Linked DNA regions of Sus scrofa: region 2 is linked to region 1. A link is a contact called in public HiChIP or PLAC-seq data. All regions are on one chromosome and are shown on one strand. Each heading gives the region's core, a stretch centred on a gene start, on an enhancer-like site or on the middle of the called end of the contact. The rest is flanking DNA. Distances are from core to core; before and after follow the strand shown. Region 1 has its middle 130 kb from the start of RPLP1. Region 2 has its middle 210 kb from the start of RPLP1.

The links. HiChIP or PLAC-seq counts read pairs in DNA pulled down with a chosen protein or histone mark.
Region 2: a contact with region 1 is called in an H3K27ac HiChIP or PLAC-seq map of alveolar macrophages. The contact joins two enhancer-like sites. A contact is called at or near these places in 9 of 47 Hi-C or Micro-C datasets (alveolar macrophages, blood, heart right ventricle and 2 more) and 1 of 2 datasets of contacts at active chromatin or transcription factors (alveolar macrophages).

Annotation. Positions count from the first base shown.
Region 1 is chr1:167,427,260-167,434,604 of Sscrofa11.1, forward strand. No RefSeq gene overlaps it. Among named protein-coding and RNA genes, the nearest start is that of RPLP1, 130 kb to the left of the region's middle. Within about 2 kb of position 5,087, at least 17 of the 83 cell types and tissues checked have an H3K27ac peak or open chromatin away from gene starts, as enhancers often do. A contact at or near this core is called in alveolar macrophages, where this site is marked.
Region 2 is chr1:167,499,163-167,506,529 of Sscrofa11.1, forward strand. No RefSeq gene overlaps it. Among named protein-coding and RNA genes, the nearest start is that of RPLP1, 210 kb to the left of the region's middle. Within about 2 kb of position 3,734, at least 27 of the 83 cell types and tissues checked have an H3K27ac peak or open chromatin away from gene starts, as enhancers often do. A contact at or near this core is called in alveolar macrophages, where this site is marked.

The DNA of each region.
Region 1 (7,345 bases), core at 3,837-6,336:
TGACATGGAACAGTGTCCTGGGCAGTGTGGGGCCTTCGCCAGGGGCTCTCAGAGTCCACAGTTTTGTTCTGTCTTCCTTTCCTAGCTCCTGCAGACCCCCTGCTCAGCATTTGTGTCTGTGCGCATCTGTGTATTCACTTAAGTGGGAAAGACACCGGATCATAAATTTTTTTCTTGGTAAATTGCAAATATTATGAGATGTATTAACACTCTGGGCCAAGACAAATGTAATTTTGGATTATTAAGTCCACATGACAAATGAGTGCCTATTAATTTTTATTTATCTTGAGTGAATTAACAGGAACTAGCGATGGAAAAAAAAAATAATTGCCTTTCTGCTCCTTTGTAGGGAACAGCTGATTTGGAGAAAACCCTAAGAAACAGTAGCATAACATCACAGAGTGTTGAAACCAAGAGGAAACGTTTGCTCTAATTCAACAAACATGTATAAAGCATCTCTTACGTCCTGGAGATTCAAAAGCAAACGAGAAACTGTTCCAGTCCTCAAGTAGCTGAGTCTTGTAGGGACAACTAGTGGGGAAACGGCAACAATGGGAATCTGGTCAAGGAATAAAAGTCGAATAAGGTTAGAGTGGGTTCTTATTAACTCCTTGGGGATGAGGAGAGAGCGAGGGAAGGCTTCCTGGAGGAAGCGATATCTGAGTTGGGTTTTTGCTATATCAATAGGAGTTTGGCAAGAAAAAAATGTTGAGGAAAGCGTTCTTGTCAGAAAGAAGAATAAGGGCTTATTAAACCAAGAGGTGAGTTCGAAAACCACCAGTCTGAAGGTATTGAGTGGAGGAAGATGAAGAGAGAGAGGGGAGGAGCCCATCCCTGAAAGTGAGCTGATGATGGATCTGTACTTTTCCTTAGTCCAGAAGGCACAACCAAAGGCACAAAGCAGGGGAAAGACCACCTAGCTGGTACTATGGATGATGTAAGGCTGGAAGCAGAAGACCTCTTGGGGGAGATTGCAATGGATGGAGGATAGATGCTAGGAAGGGCCAATATGAAAGGAGAAAAGTTGATGGACTCAATTTCTTTTTGCTGCTGGAACAAATCACCACAGATTTAATTGCTCGACACACCTAAATTAATGTTTCTGAAGGTGCTGGAGGCCAGAAGTCCAAAATTAGCTTCACTGGGCTAAAGTGAAGGTGGCAGGGTGGTTCCTCCTGAAGGATCCAGGGGATCTGTTCCCAGCTTGCCTTCTCCAGCTTCTAGTGGCTGCCTACACTCCCTGGTTCTTGGCCCCTTCCTACATCTTTAACATGCATCACTCCAGTCTCTGCTTCCATCATCACTTCACCTTCTGTCTGATTCTGAGCCTCCTGTATCCCTCTCATAAGGACCGCCGTGGACATCCTGGGCCCACCTGGATCATCCAGGACTGTCTCTCACTTCAAGGTCCTGAATTTAATCACACTGTAAATTTCCTTTTTGCCATATAAATGGACATTCACAGGTTCCACAGATTAGGACATGGACATATTTGGAAGGCCATTATTCCAGCCGACCACGAGGGTGCAAGGGATTTGGAGATGTAGAGACAGTGCAATTTGGTGATTTGCCTAGGAGGTGATGGGGGAGAGAAAGGAGAGGTTGAGATAACCCCTCTGGTGACTGGTTTTGGCAAGTGGATGGTGGGGCTACCAACTGAGACAGAGAAAGGAGGAGGAAGAACAGATTTGGGAGGAGATTAAGAGCAATGAGCTCTGTGTTGAACCACATCAACTTTGAGATGTCCAGGGGGCCATCAGATCAGTGGAATTCAGGGAGGTGTATGGACAAGAAAGAAACCTGAGTCACCAACGCATAGTTTATAGTTGAAATTGGGTGGTTAAGGTAACTTGGGAGAAGATACACAACAGTTCTTGATATCTACGGTACATCAGGATCACCTCGGGCAAGGGTTGGTGGGTTTAACTAGCGAAAATACAGGAGGCCCCCTTACGTGTGAATTTCAGATAAATAATCAGTAATTTTTCAGTATAAGTATGTCTCAGATGGGCCATGAGCCTCTGGGCATCCTGAATTTTACCTGGAAACTCAACTTAGGGAGCTTGTAAAAAGGCATGCTCATGGGCTGGCTCCACTTGCAGAGATTCTGGTTCAGTGGGTCTGGGGGGTGGTGAGGCCTGAGAACCTGCATTTTGGCACACTCCCCTCTAGGGCTGCAGGCAGTTAGAACTGTGACAGACACTGAGGGAGAATGAGGCGGGGAGAGGGTTCAGGGCAGACCCCAGGGATCTTGGCACTTAAGGTGAAAGCAGAGGGAAGCCAGCAAGCACACCCTGGAGGGAAGGATGATCAGGAGGAATATGGGGCTGGGTGGGATTGCTGATGATCCCCAGGGGGAGGTAGGTGGTGAGCAGGGGTAGCGGGGCAGTGAAAAGTTGCAGGGGGCGCACTGACAAGAAGCCCTGAGTGCCAGCGTGGGGTCAATGATAACCCTGGCAAAGTTGTGGACTCCCTTCTGCAACTCCCCACCCCAGGTTCCCCAGGGCTGTCCTGCCACTTTGGGCTGTTCCCGGAGCACAGGGACAGTACCCGCAGTGTTAGCTTCTCTGCTTCAGGGCTTTCCCCAGGGCAGTTCAGCTGCAGGTAGGCGTAACCTGGAGATGCCAGGGAGTGAATCCCACTGTGGGAGGCAACTGGGGGGGTCAGTGCCTCAGGCTTCCCACCTTGGTGAGTCCCCTCCACTCAGTTTCCTGGGGGAGCCCATGGCATTGCTCTCAGTTGTGCTGGCCAGAGCCTGGGGCAGCGTAGATGCTCAGTATGGAGCTAAGAGAGGGCTGGCTGACCACAGGCATGAATGAGTGAAGGAATAAATGAGTGAAAGACAGAATTCAAGCCCAAGCATGTTTGCCTCTCAACTCAAGCCCTGGCCTCACCTGGACCACGTCACCTGAATTCTCTCCAAAGGGTAACGATGATGAAATGCTGATGGTGGGAGGATGAATCACATAGCTTCCCCCTGTGCTGGGTGTGTTGGCTGCTCTTCCCTCAGCCCCTTCCTCCAAGCCTGGAGCCACAGTCCCCCACCCTGCCTCCTTCCAGAATTTTCCCTCACTGCTCTTGGGGCAGCTCCATGCCAACTCCACAGCTGTCCTTTTGAAGATGCTGTTTGCTTTTCCTGCCTGAAGTTTTATCCTTTTCTCCAGGAAAATATTTGTCTTCCCATTACTTGAATCATGCCACCCCGGTCCAGTGGGGAGACCTTCGAGGAGAATTAGTCCTGTGTTTTGTTTGCTGTACTGGGAGAACAAACAGGCTTGTTTGACTTACCTGCATTTTCCCAGTAGGTGGACCCCTAGGAGCAAACGCAGAGTAGCCCTGTCTCCTGCCCCTGGGACCTGAGTTGACTGTGGACCATTTCAACCCAAAGGGGTTCCCTCAAGCTGGGCTGGGTGGGTCAGGCTGTTCTTGCTGGTTTACCTCAAAGCACACGTTCCTATCCATGTCCAGGGTGCCTGAGCCTGGATTCAAGCTCCTTTGAAGGCCAGGAAACATTCCGTCTTCCTCACATAGCAACCTGGCACCATAACACTTCAATGGGTTGAAATAAGGGTGAGACTTCACCATGAAAGGGTTCTAGAGGTGATGGGTGGCATTGACTGGAGGGGCTGTGACCAGGAAGAACTGGAAATTTGTGGGGATGCAAGGGCCCTGGCTTTAGGGCCAGATGGATCTGTCAGTAATGAGGAAGCTTTGTTGTGTCTGTGTTGCTAAGAGCTCAGCTGGTACCCATTTATTCTACACACATTCAGTGAGCACTTCCCATGTGCCAGGTGTGAGCATGCATCAGTGGTCAACGCAGGTAATAGTCTCTGGCCTCTGGAATAACAGTCCAATGGAAGAGGACAGACAAACATAATAAATAAGAAAAAACATGAAAAAAGGAATGAAAAAATCGAGTCAGGTTAAGGATGAGAGGGAGGGTCTTATTGGTGGGGTTGTGGAATAAACAGAATGGTCAGGGTGGGTCTTGTGGAGAAGGTGTAATTAGAGTAAGGACTTGAAGGAGGGGTGGTACTTAATTCAGGCACGTCTGATTCTAAAGTCCAACTCATAGCCTACATTCCCAGCTGAACAAGACCAGAGAGCAGGATATGTAATAAAGCTTGGCAAGTTTGTCCCATACCCACTCCTCTTCCCCATAGAGTCTTTTGGGCATTCATCCACCAGCATCCTTGGGCAGCATCCTTAGAGCAAGGTGGGGGCATAGAGTGGTGAGCCTGGGAAGCAGGCAACCACAGAAATGGCCATGATTGACCTTGAGGGCTAAGTTAACTCTGGTTGGGGAGTGGACTTCGATTGGGCAGGGCCAGGCCCATCTGGGAAGGAAAAGCTCCTTCATTGACATTCAACTGCACTCCCCACGTTTGCCCTGTAGGCAAATGCATTAAATGAGCATTTATTGAAGGCCTGCTGGGAATTAGGTTCTTCAGGGTGCTTTCCTATCTGTCAGTCTCACAACAGTCCTTTGCAGCAGCAATGTCATCTTTGTTGACAGCTAGGAACATGAAGTCTCTGTAGTTGAAAAGTTTACGTGCTCCTGGCTGGCTAGGATAGAGATCTGGATCTGTCCGATTCCACACACCAGTCAATTTTCACATCCTCTTCACTATCAACTTCCTCATCTGAAAAACCACCACTATCACCATCACTGCTCCCACCACCATCATCATCAACGTTACCAAGATCATCAATATCAGCATCATTGTTAATACCACCAGCATCTTCATTGACCTCCTCTGTGACATCCCATCGATGGCCCCGTGATCACAGGCATCTGGGTAACAGTCTGATCAGAAACTTGGTAATGGGTCACAAGGCTTTGGGTAAGTCAGATCATCTGTCTCCACTTCAGCTTCCTTATCTATAGGATGGGATAAACCTATCTCCCTCTGAAGGTAGGTGAGATGCTGAAATCAGCCTTGGGTTTCCTCCATTCCTCTGAAACTGCTCGTGTCGAGATCACCCATGGCCTCCACAGCTGTCGTCATGATAATGCCCCACCCCCACAAAAGGATGGGAGGCGTCTGACCACTTCCTCCTTCTTTGTGCCTGGCTTGTGTGACACACGCTTGCTGGCTTTCCTTCTAACTCACTGATTCCTCCTCCTCTTCTGGCTCCATCACTTCCTCCTGGATCTCTGAATATTCGAATGTCCCAGAGCTTGGATCTTGCCCCCTCCTGGCTTCATCCAAACTCTCCTACTGCTTTCTCCCTGGTCTGTGCAACCATCGTGACCCCCTGGGAACACTATAATGACCCTCATGTCACCAGGGGATGGTCAGGGAAGAGGATCCTGAGGAAGGAGGGCCCTTTCTCAGGCCCATCTGGGACTAAAAGCAAACCATTTCAAGGAGGAAATGTAATCCTGAGCAAATGTGTTTGCCAGCAGTTTGAGAGGCCACTGCCTCTGGCATCTGCCTCCTTTTTAACTTTCCTAGCTTACTGGGTCTTTCTTGTCTCAAGAGATCAGAGCCCTTGGATTCCTTCTGCTCCAAATATGTCCACACCTTGCCAGGGACAGGACCTCTTAGAGACTGGCCCCCATCACCGAGGGAGTTCCTGTTTAGCGAAGAACTAAGCAGAAGGCTAAAGAGAGCTCTGTGGGTTTGGCTGGGGATATTCCTGGGCCGCTTTGCTGGCAACTCTGAAACAGCATCCCGCTGGGGGCTACTGTTTCTGTCCCCATGTTGGGCCCATTCTGAGACAGATTGCCCCACCCCCATTGGGCTGTTCTCACGCACTCAAGAAGAGAGGTATTCTTTTAGGTCCTCTTGGCCTCAGGAGCATTTTCAATCAGATGCCACTGTAAACAGATTGCCTACCCCTTATTCTGGGGGATGTGGGTGGACAGCTTTGAGGGGCGCTCTCTTCCAAGAATACATTTTCGCTTCCATCTTCAGGACGCAGTGGCTCCACTCTGTGCTCTTTTGATGCTGGCGTGAGTGTGAGATTGTTTGGGGGATAACACCCATGCTGCCTCTGCCTCACTGCTCAGGAGAGACGGGGTGAATGCATCACTCTGGCATCATGCTTTGTGCCCTGTGCATAGGGCTACCCTGTTGGAAACACTGCAGTCCACTCCCCACTGCCAGATTATCATTCCCAACATGGCTTGGTGCAACTGGGCCATGCCCCTGCTCTAGAACAATTTGATGTCTCCTGCTGCCCCTAGAGTAAAGTCACAAGCTTCACTTTGGCCTTTAATCTCTCTGCAGTTTGGCTTTCATCAGCTTTTCCAGCCAGGTCCCTCCTTCCCTCCCTCCCAAGGTCACATCACTGACCAGTGTCTGCCACCATCATGGCCACCTTTACACCAGCTTTTGATTAAAATGCCCCCTCCCATCTTCTTCTCATCTGTCTAAACTTCTCATTCCCCCCAGACAAACTTTCCAAGGCCTGCCTCTTCCCTTGGTCCCTTTGTTCATTCACCCCTGGCCCCATAGGACCACTGATGCCTGTCATGGGTCAGTCTTCCAAGACTGACCACCCAAGACTTTCTCCCTTGAGGAGGATTTATTCACAAAGGGACCACTTTCTAAGGGGTTTTCAGGGAGTGGGAGAGCCACAGGGGTCATACAGTCACCGGGGGCTAGTCACAGGAGAGAAGGCCTGCAGAAACCAGGGGAGGAAACTGCTAACAACTCCTGAAAGAAATGGGACCCATGGAGAAAGAGGGGCTGTGAGTTTCCAGAAGATAGGCAGTCAGCCCAGGGAGCTCCCAGGGAGGGGTCCAGAGGTCCAACACTCAGACCTCAGCCTCCTCTTTCTGGTTTCCTACCTACTGGGACTTGCTGTTGGCTAAGGCCATGCTGAAGCCAGAGGACAAGGGAGCCCATTACATAGTCCCTGTTGGCGGCCCCCGTTCCCACCACCCAGGGCAGGCAGCAGAGCGTAGGACAAAGAGAAGACTCAGAACTATACTTCATGAAAATTTCATTTTTTTCGTCCACTCCCACAGCATTCAGAAGTTCCCGGACTGGGGATCGAACCTGTGCCACAGCAGTAACCAGAGCCACATCAGTGACAATGCTGGATCCTTAACCTACTGAGCCACCAGGGAATTCCAGGACTATACTTTATACCTTAGATTGGTGATGAGTGAATTGGGAGAACTTTGAATGTCACAAGGAGAAAAGTTCTTAGCCTCAAACTGTTCACCTGAATTTCACAGATAGGGACGTGGAAGCTCAGAGAAGTTTGGTGCTGGTCTGAGACCACAGAGTAAGTTAGTATGAGACCATAATCAGGGTGAGTCTGAGCCCCATAATTCATTAGTAAAGTGGTTCTTTTATGAAAAATTAGAACAATTATACAGTTTCACAAT
Region 2 (7,367 bases), core at 2,484-4,983, 71 kb after region 1:
TGAGCAGGTATAGCCCCTTGTTGACTTTTATGCTTTTGCCTTACTTGCTTTGGGAATATGCTACTTATTCAGTGTAGATGTTTTAATGAATGTAACCTGAGTAAATGCAGGGATTCCTTGTGACTCAGTCTCTGAGTCACAGTAAAAGAAGCAGAGTCCAGCAAGTAAAGGAAAGGAAGAGATTTCTGTCTTCACGCACAAAGAGAAGAAAACGGATGAGGTCCCTTCTACTTCTCTATCTCATTATCTTGTGCTTCCAATCCTCTCTAGAGCCTTTCACTCTACCAAAGCATCCCAAGCCCTCCTGACATCAATCCACTGGAAAGGCCATCTTTTTGCCCTACTGCCCCTCCTTTATATAGCTGGACTTAACATCTGTGTCTTCTTTTTCTTGTCCCTCCTTCTCCCCTCCTCTTCATTCTTCTTTAGTTGTCTTTCCACTTTACTGCGGACCAAATCCCCCCGCACCATGGAACTGATTCAATAAGCCAGGATAATCACCCTGGGCTCCAGTTTCTCCAGTGCTGTCTGTCTCTCCCTATTCTCTCAGGACCTGGGATGGCCAGGATAGAACTCCTCTTAGGAAGCTGGATGAGGAGAAGCAGGGCAGGCAAGAACTCCACTTTTGATGGGGGAGGTGGAGGCAAACATGGCAATGGGAGGGATGGTGGGGAGCCTGGGAATGCTCTACATATGAAGCCTATCCTCATTGCATTAGCATATGGTCACCGTGGGTGGAAGAGCCTGGCCACCCATGCACACAATCCCACCACAGATTGCTGTGTGATAGCTATTTTGTGAGCACCAGCAGATAGAGGCCCTTCTTTGCCCATAATGTCCCCATCACCTTATGTTGGCTCCTTCTCATTACCACGTTGGTCGCCTCTTCTTTACAGAGTTGACACTCATTTCCTTGGTGACATGCCCTGCGATACAGTGAGAGAGCCAGCTCTCACCCACAACGACGGCTCCACCACCTTCCCCAACCTCCTGTGCAGCCAGGTGGGGGGGCCATGTGGCTCATTCTGCCCAAGAGGCTGAGAGCGAGGCAGTTAGGAGCTGGCGTGCCTTCACCACCCCTCCCTGCTGTGCTGACTCTGGGGGCCCTGGTTCCACGTGGCCTGCAAAATGGGGGCAGTTCTCCCAACTCACGCTGCACCTGATAGGAGCAAGAAACAAACTTCCATTGCGTTAAGCCCCCTAGAGCTCAGTGTTGTTACTGCAGCATTGCCGCGCCCAGCGAATACCCAGAACATCCGAGTGAACTGAGTAATTGCTGTTCTTGAGCTCTGTTGTGTTTGATGAAGGAAGACACGGCTTCTGGAGCCACGCAGGGCAGCTGATTGACGCTTTCTCTCACTGTCATCATCCATCCCAGATGGCACTTCCTGTTTGGTAACACCTCACGTGGGCTCCTCGTCCCCCACCGACTCTGCCAGTCACCATCCCACACAGTCAAGTGTGCAGAGGATTAGAGGTTTGCCAAGAACACATCCTCCTGTCTGCCAAGGAGTGTCGGCTGGAGGAAGAATTCTAACAGAGGATGTTGGGAGGTGAAGTGGACTGGAGGCAGGAAACTCCTTGTCTCTGATGTGAGCAAGGGGAGGTTCAATGTCCACTGGGCTTGGGGGTCGGGGGAGCATGAAGAGGAGACCCCAGCCCTGAATGGCAAGGCAGGATACACCAGATGGCTTTTAAGTCTCATCCAACTCTGAGAGTCCCCAGCATAGGATCTAACACATTTTTTTTTTTTCTTAAAGTGGATGAATGAATACATTTGGGTCACTAAGAAAGTAAAGAACTTATGAAATCAAATAGCCTGGCTTAGTGAGCAAATAAGCGTTGTAACATTGCCATTATCCTTTCTTAAAGATAAGAGTCGCATGAGATCAGGGTTCTCCACTCTCCTGAGGTTGACACACGGAGGGGAAGGGGGTGGTGGCGGTGAGTGGTCAGGAAGGCCTGTGAAGCATATCTGTAATTTACACATCAACCACGAGGAGGGCTCAGCTGAGGGAGGAGTCGGAGCCTTGAGACAGACCAAAGCCATCCTGATAACAGCCCATAATGGGGACGGCAGTGCTTCGTCATACACAAAGTGTTTCCCCTGACATTCTAAGAGCCTAGAGAGGATGCTCGGAGCTTATTATCCTGTACCATACATTAGCATATATTTCTGAGTGTATGAGCATCGCCTCAGGAAGAAGGGCTGCCATTCTCATTGCATAGATGTGCAGATTTTCAGAGATTTCTTTCCCCCCTAGATCACATAGCAAGAAAGGCTGAGATGCAAGGCTTGAAGCCAGATCCTTGGACTCAAAGTGATGCATGTGAAAGCAAAAGAGCATCACTCCCCATCCTGGAAGCTGTGTCTGAAACCAGTCCCCATGCTCCTCAGTCCCTGAGGAACTTTGACTTTCAGCATGTAAGCTTGTGTGCCAGGAGGGATTACAGAGAGAAGAAAGCTCTGAAGTGCTTCCAGGCAAGAGGGGTTGTCTTGGGAAAAACCATAGCCTGGGGGAAAGAGTCCTGGGGTTCAGATCCTGATGCTTTGACCCACTTCATGTCTGAGAAACCCCAGTTTCCTCATCTGAAAATAGGAGGAAAGACATTGATCTGCCTTAAAGGATTTCTCTGAGGACCTGATAGAGGGTGGGGTGAAAATGTTTTAAAAACCCTACAAAAGCTGAGGTTCTTGTTTCAATGTAGGAATGCTTCAGCTGCAATGAATGGGACAGGCAGCTATAGTGGTTTGACCAGCTGAAGCTTTATTTTTCTCATGAAATTAGAAGTCTCTGGTGAGTCTGTACAGGGTAGAAGGTGATATAAGAATGCCACTGAGCCTCTGGCCTCTTTCTGTTTTTCTGCACTAATGTCATCCTCATGCGGCTGCCTCATAACCACAAGGTGGCTGCTACACCTCCAGGCCTTGTGTTCAAGTTCTAGGCAAAAAAGGTGGCGTGGGGGGCAAGGAGGAGGAAGAGTTGGTGCCTATATTATGAATGAAAGTATTTTCTTAGAAATATCATAGCTCATTGGCCTGAACTCTAATCAAAGGGCCTGCTTCTAGGTATGCGGGTGGTCAGAGATGTGAGCATTTGTAGCCAGGCCCCCCACTAGCCTGATCAAACCCAGGATTTTGATGGAAAAGGAGAGGCTAGGGTCCATGGTGTGTGGCAGCTGGCCGTGCCCACCATAGAGCTGGACATTGAATTCACAGGGATCTTTTATATGCAGTCTCTGGGTTGGCGTGAAGGTGAATCAGGTGGCCTCAGCCTTTGAGGAAAAAGTGGATCACAGTATCCGACCATCAGAATGGGAAACAGAGGTGGGCTGGAGGCAGAGAATGGTGGGGGCTGCTGCACGTCTAGGAGGCCCAGGGGTAGAGGTTCAGTCATCCTTCCCTCCCTCCCCCCTCCCTCCTTCTCATTTGTTCAGTTGCATGCGTCCATCCCCCCACCCCACACCCCCCAACTCCCCACAGGGCTGGGAAAGCTGAATCCGCGGAGCCCATTTCTAGCCACTGTGTTTGTGTATGTCTCCACCCGAAGATGTCTAACCACAGACTTCCTCTTGACTCCTGGCAACAGAGAGAAAACAAAACCACAGCAGCTTTCATTGCTGAAAACACAAAACTGCCTCTATTTCTGGGAGGAAACACTAAAGACTCCAGTCCAAGGAGCCTCGGTTGGGCAGTCAAATCTCCACACTGTGCACAGTGAGGTCCAGGCGGGAGGCAGCCATGAGCTCAGGGGTCAGTAGGCCGAGGGGCGGGGCACTGACCGCTCTGGGAACCTGGGACCTTCACACACACTCCCCGACCCCGGCAACGCTGTTAGCCTCTGGGGCTGATTTTGATTTCAAGCAATCCGTGTTTTTCCTTTCTCTTATTTTCTGTGTTATTCATTTCACCTATTGATGAATTCCTATTTCATACTTTCTTCTCTTGTTTATTCGTTTTTCTCATTTCTTCTGATGTGTTTTTGGCGCCTTTATTTTTCATCTTCCTTAATAATGAAGGCATTTCAGGGCCGTACATTTTCCCCCGAGTTGAGATGTTTTCTGAATCCCATAGGTTTTTGAAATAAAAAGTTCCCCTTTTCATCTCTTTCTAGATGATTTTTAACCTCGGTTTTAATATTTCTTTTGATCCATGGGTTATCTAGAAGAGTGTTTATTAATTTCTAAGTACTTAAGAATAGTCTCAGCCACATTATTTTTTTTTATTTAAAAATTTTGGATTAGAGTCATAGACGGTGGCCTGTAACATCTCCAATTAATTTTTTTCCTTGTGTCCAAGTATGTAATCAAACTTTATCAATGTTCTATGGTGAAGGGAAAGATGAACTGGTCAGAAAAGAGTGGAATTCCACAATGTCCTGGTTCTGCAGACACAATGCCCAGTTCCAAATCTTCTACCCCTTTCTAGCTGTCTATCTGTCCACGGAGAAAATATAGAGTTTTTGAGCTTTACTTTCCATCTTTAAAATGGGAGCAATAGTGATAGCCACCTCTTTGCTTTGCTGTAAAGATAATTAGGAGATTGTGTATGTAAACGTGACTGGAATGGGGCCTGGCATACTAAACAGAAATGTTGCTATTTTTGTTGTTTTTGCAGAAAGGAAGGAACCTTTACTGTCTGTGCCCTGAGCTTTATTCCCAACCCAGAACTGTGGTTTATGGTTATTGTGGGGACTAGAAGAAAAGAGGAAATGGGTGGCTCAACACAGCCATCACCCTTCCCACGAGGGGAGGCATCTGTGGCCCAGAAGGATGGGGCCACTTGCCCACGGAAGCACGGCAATTTGGTGGCCAAGCTAGGCTTCAAACCCAGGCCTCAATCGGCCAATCCTTCCCCCTCTGCTGGCAGTTGATCTAGTTTCTCTCTTGAAAGAAGAGGCACTTGACCCAAGATTAGCCTCCGAGATGCTGGGAGGGCTGGAGGCTCTGGCGGGGTGACAACTTCTGAGCTTGTCATGTTATACTCTTGCCATCTGGGAAGGGTAACCCTGAGGTCAGGAAGTTCCAAGAGAAGATGTAGAAAGAGGGTTAGGATTGGGCATAGCTGGATGCTTTGGGCATCTCTGTTTCTTTGCTCAGTGGGGGGCAGGGGAAAGCTAAGCTTGACACGGGGAATGGTCCTCCAAGGCACCCCAAGAGGCATTGGTTGTCCTCTGGGCCTCAACCCTCCATACCAGTCTGCCACGCTTCCCCAGCCCTGACTCTGACCCCAGCAAAGCCCAGTCCTCCTGGGGACCCTGTTGTCATCTCTAGCAGGTATTTTCTGGAGCAGAGAGCAGGAGCAGGGCTGCATATTATTGATCAGAGTAGCTCGGCTGCATGCATAGGCTCATGGAAACTGGAGGGACTGGGGTGACAGCCCAAGCAGGACTGCAGAGGCCTGGTTAAGAAGAAGGCCAAAGGGTGTATGGTGCTGGCTGTGCCTGCCAGCTGACATTGGAGAGGGGCTGGCACTGTGCCTTGGGGTGCACAGAATTCACAAGGCAAGGGACCTTCTTTCTGGTGGAAGGCTGGGGATGGGAGGGAATCTCGGGGCAGAATTACAAGGAGAAGAGTGGCTGAGCTATCTGATTGGGGCCACTGATCTCAGGAGCAAATGACCATTTCTTGGCCAAGGACTCCCTGTATCTGGAAGCATCATGTGACCATGCTGTGCATGGACCATGACAGGACAAGGATGCCTATAACAGATACAGCAGCACAAGATTAAAGCACCCGGGTGGACAGGTCTTGGCATCTGTGGGGAAGGTTGCCAGCAGATAAAGGTTGGGGTTACAGGCTGATTTTAGAGGATCCTCCTTTGCACATTTTAAAAACATGGCCTCTTCTTGATTCTTACGAAAATTAAGCAAGTCAGTGTGTGCAAAAGTACTTTGTAAATAGTAGCACAAGAACAGAAGCGAGTTGTGGCATAAAGAATTTGATGAGAAAATGCCCGCTGATTTTCTACTCCGGCCCCAGCCCCTCTGTTCAAAGCTGTAGGGGAATCAAGTGGGGTTAAGTCTTGGGCTTTCTCAAAGTGAAAGGCTTTACAAACAGCATCCTTCCCTCCCTCTTCCTTCCAACATGCTTTTGTGATGCGCCTAGTATCAGCCACGTGCCGGCAAGGAGTTGAATGACATAGCGATCACCGTCTACTAGGGAGAGACAGGAGCAAAGGAGAGGGTATGAAGCCTAGCCTGGTGGCCAGGGACTGTCACCAAGAGGCAGCTGGCTTCCGTGGGCACGAGGCCGGCGACAGTGCAACAAGCACAGGGAGGCTTCTAGAAAGCTCCAGATCGAGAGGGATGTGGAGGCGGATCTTGAGGAAGGAGCCCGATGAGGAACAGAATCCTCTTGGGGGAACCAGGCAGAAGGAAGAGTGTGCCCAGAGGCGTGGAACCTGTGACTCGCAGCTGCGAACCATGGAGCCCCAAGCCAAGTGTTGGTCCCAGGGTGCGGATCGGCAGTTTGGGAGCTCAGAAGCATTGATGGCCCCAAAGGGAACACACGTGTTGAAATGAACTCCTCAGGGTGACACTGGGGGCCAAGGCTGAGTTGCCCTGTTAAGTAGGGGGTGTAGTGGGAAAAGCACAGGTAGGTCTTAAAGCAGATGGTCCTGGCTTCTAATTCATACCGTGGTACTTGCTACTCCATGACCTTGGTCACCACAAACCCCTCTGAGCCGCAGCTTTATCATGTCTAAACTAGGGACAGGTGACCTGAGCATTACCTTGGAAATCCATGTCCTTGGTTTGCATGGGCGGAGGGATAGAGACCAATTTACCTTGAACACGGCCCTGGGGAGATCCGGAGCATAAGTTATCATCTCAGCCTTTGCAGAGCCCATGGTGTCTCTTCTTGAAAGACAAGAAAGCAGCCAGTTACAGCATGGTCTGAGTTTCAGTGGGCTAAGCAGGGCCAGGAGATAAGGGAACCCAAGGGAAGACATCTTAGCCTGGCCTGGGAAGTCAGTGTTCCTGGAAGCAATGAGTGTGGAACTGGGGGCATTCCTGAAAGTCCAGGCAAAGTTAGCAAGGCAAGGAAGGAAGGAAGCAAAGGGAATTCCAGGCAGAGGGATCAGAATGGGCAGAGGACTGGAGGTAGAGGCCAACTAAGACACAACATGAGAAATGGGGGGCGATGAGCCTGTGGAAGGTAGGCAATGGACTTGAACGCTGTGTCACGGAGCTTGGACTTTATCCTGTATGCAGCAGAGAGTATTTAAGAACGAGAAACACAAGGGAAAGAATGGATCAGGCTCTGCCACGGGTGAGGTCACTGTGAGTGGGCCAAGGGGAGGCAGGTGGCAGAAGCCCTAGATGCCAATGTGGCTGAGGTGGAGCCCCTTGTATGGCAAGTCCAGA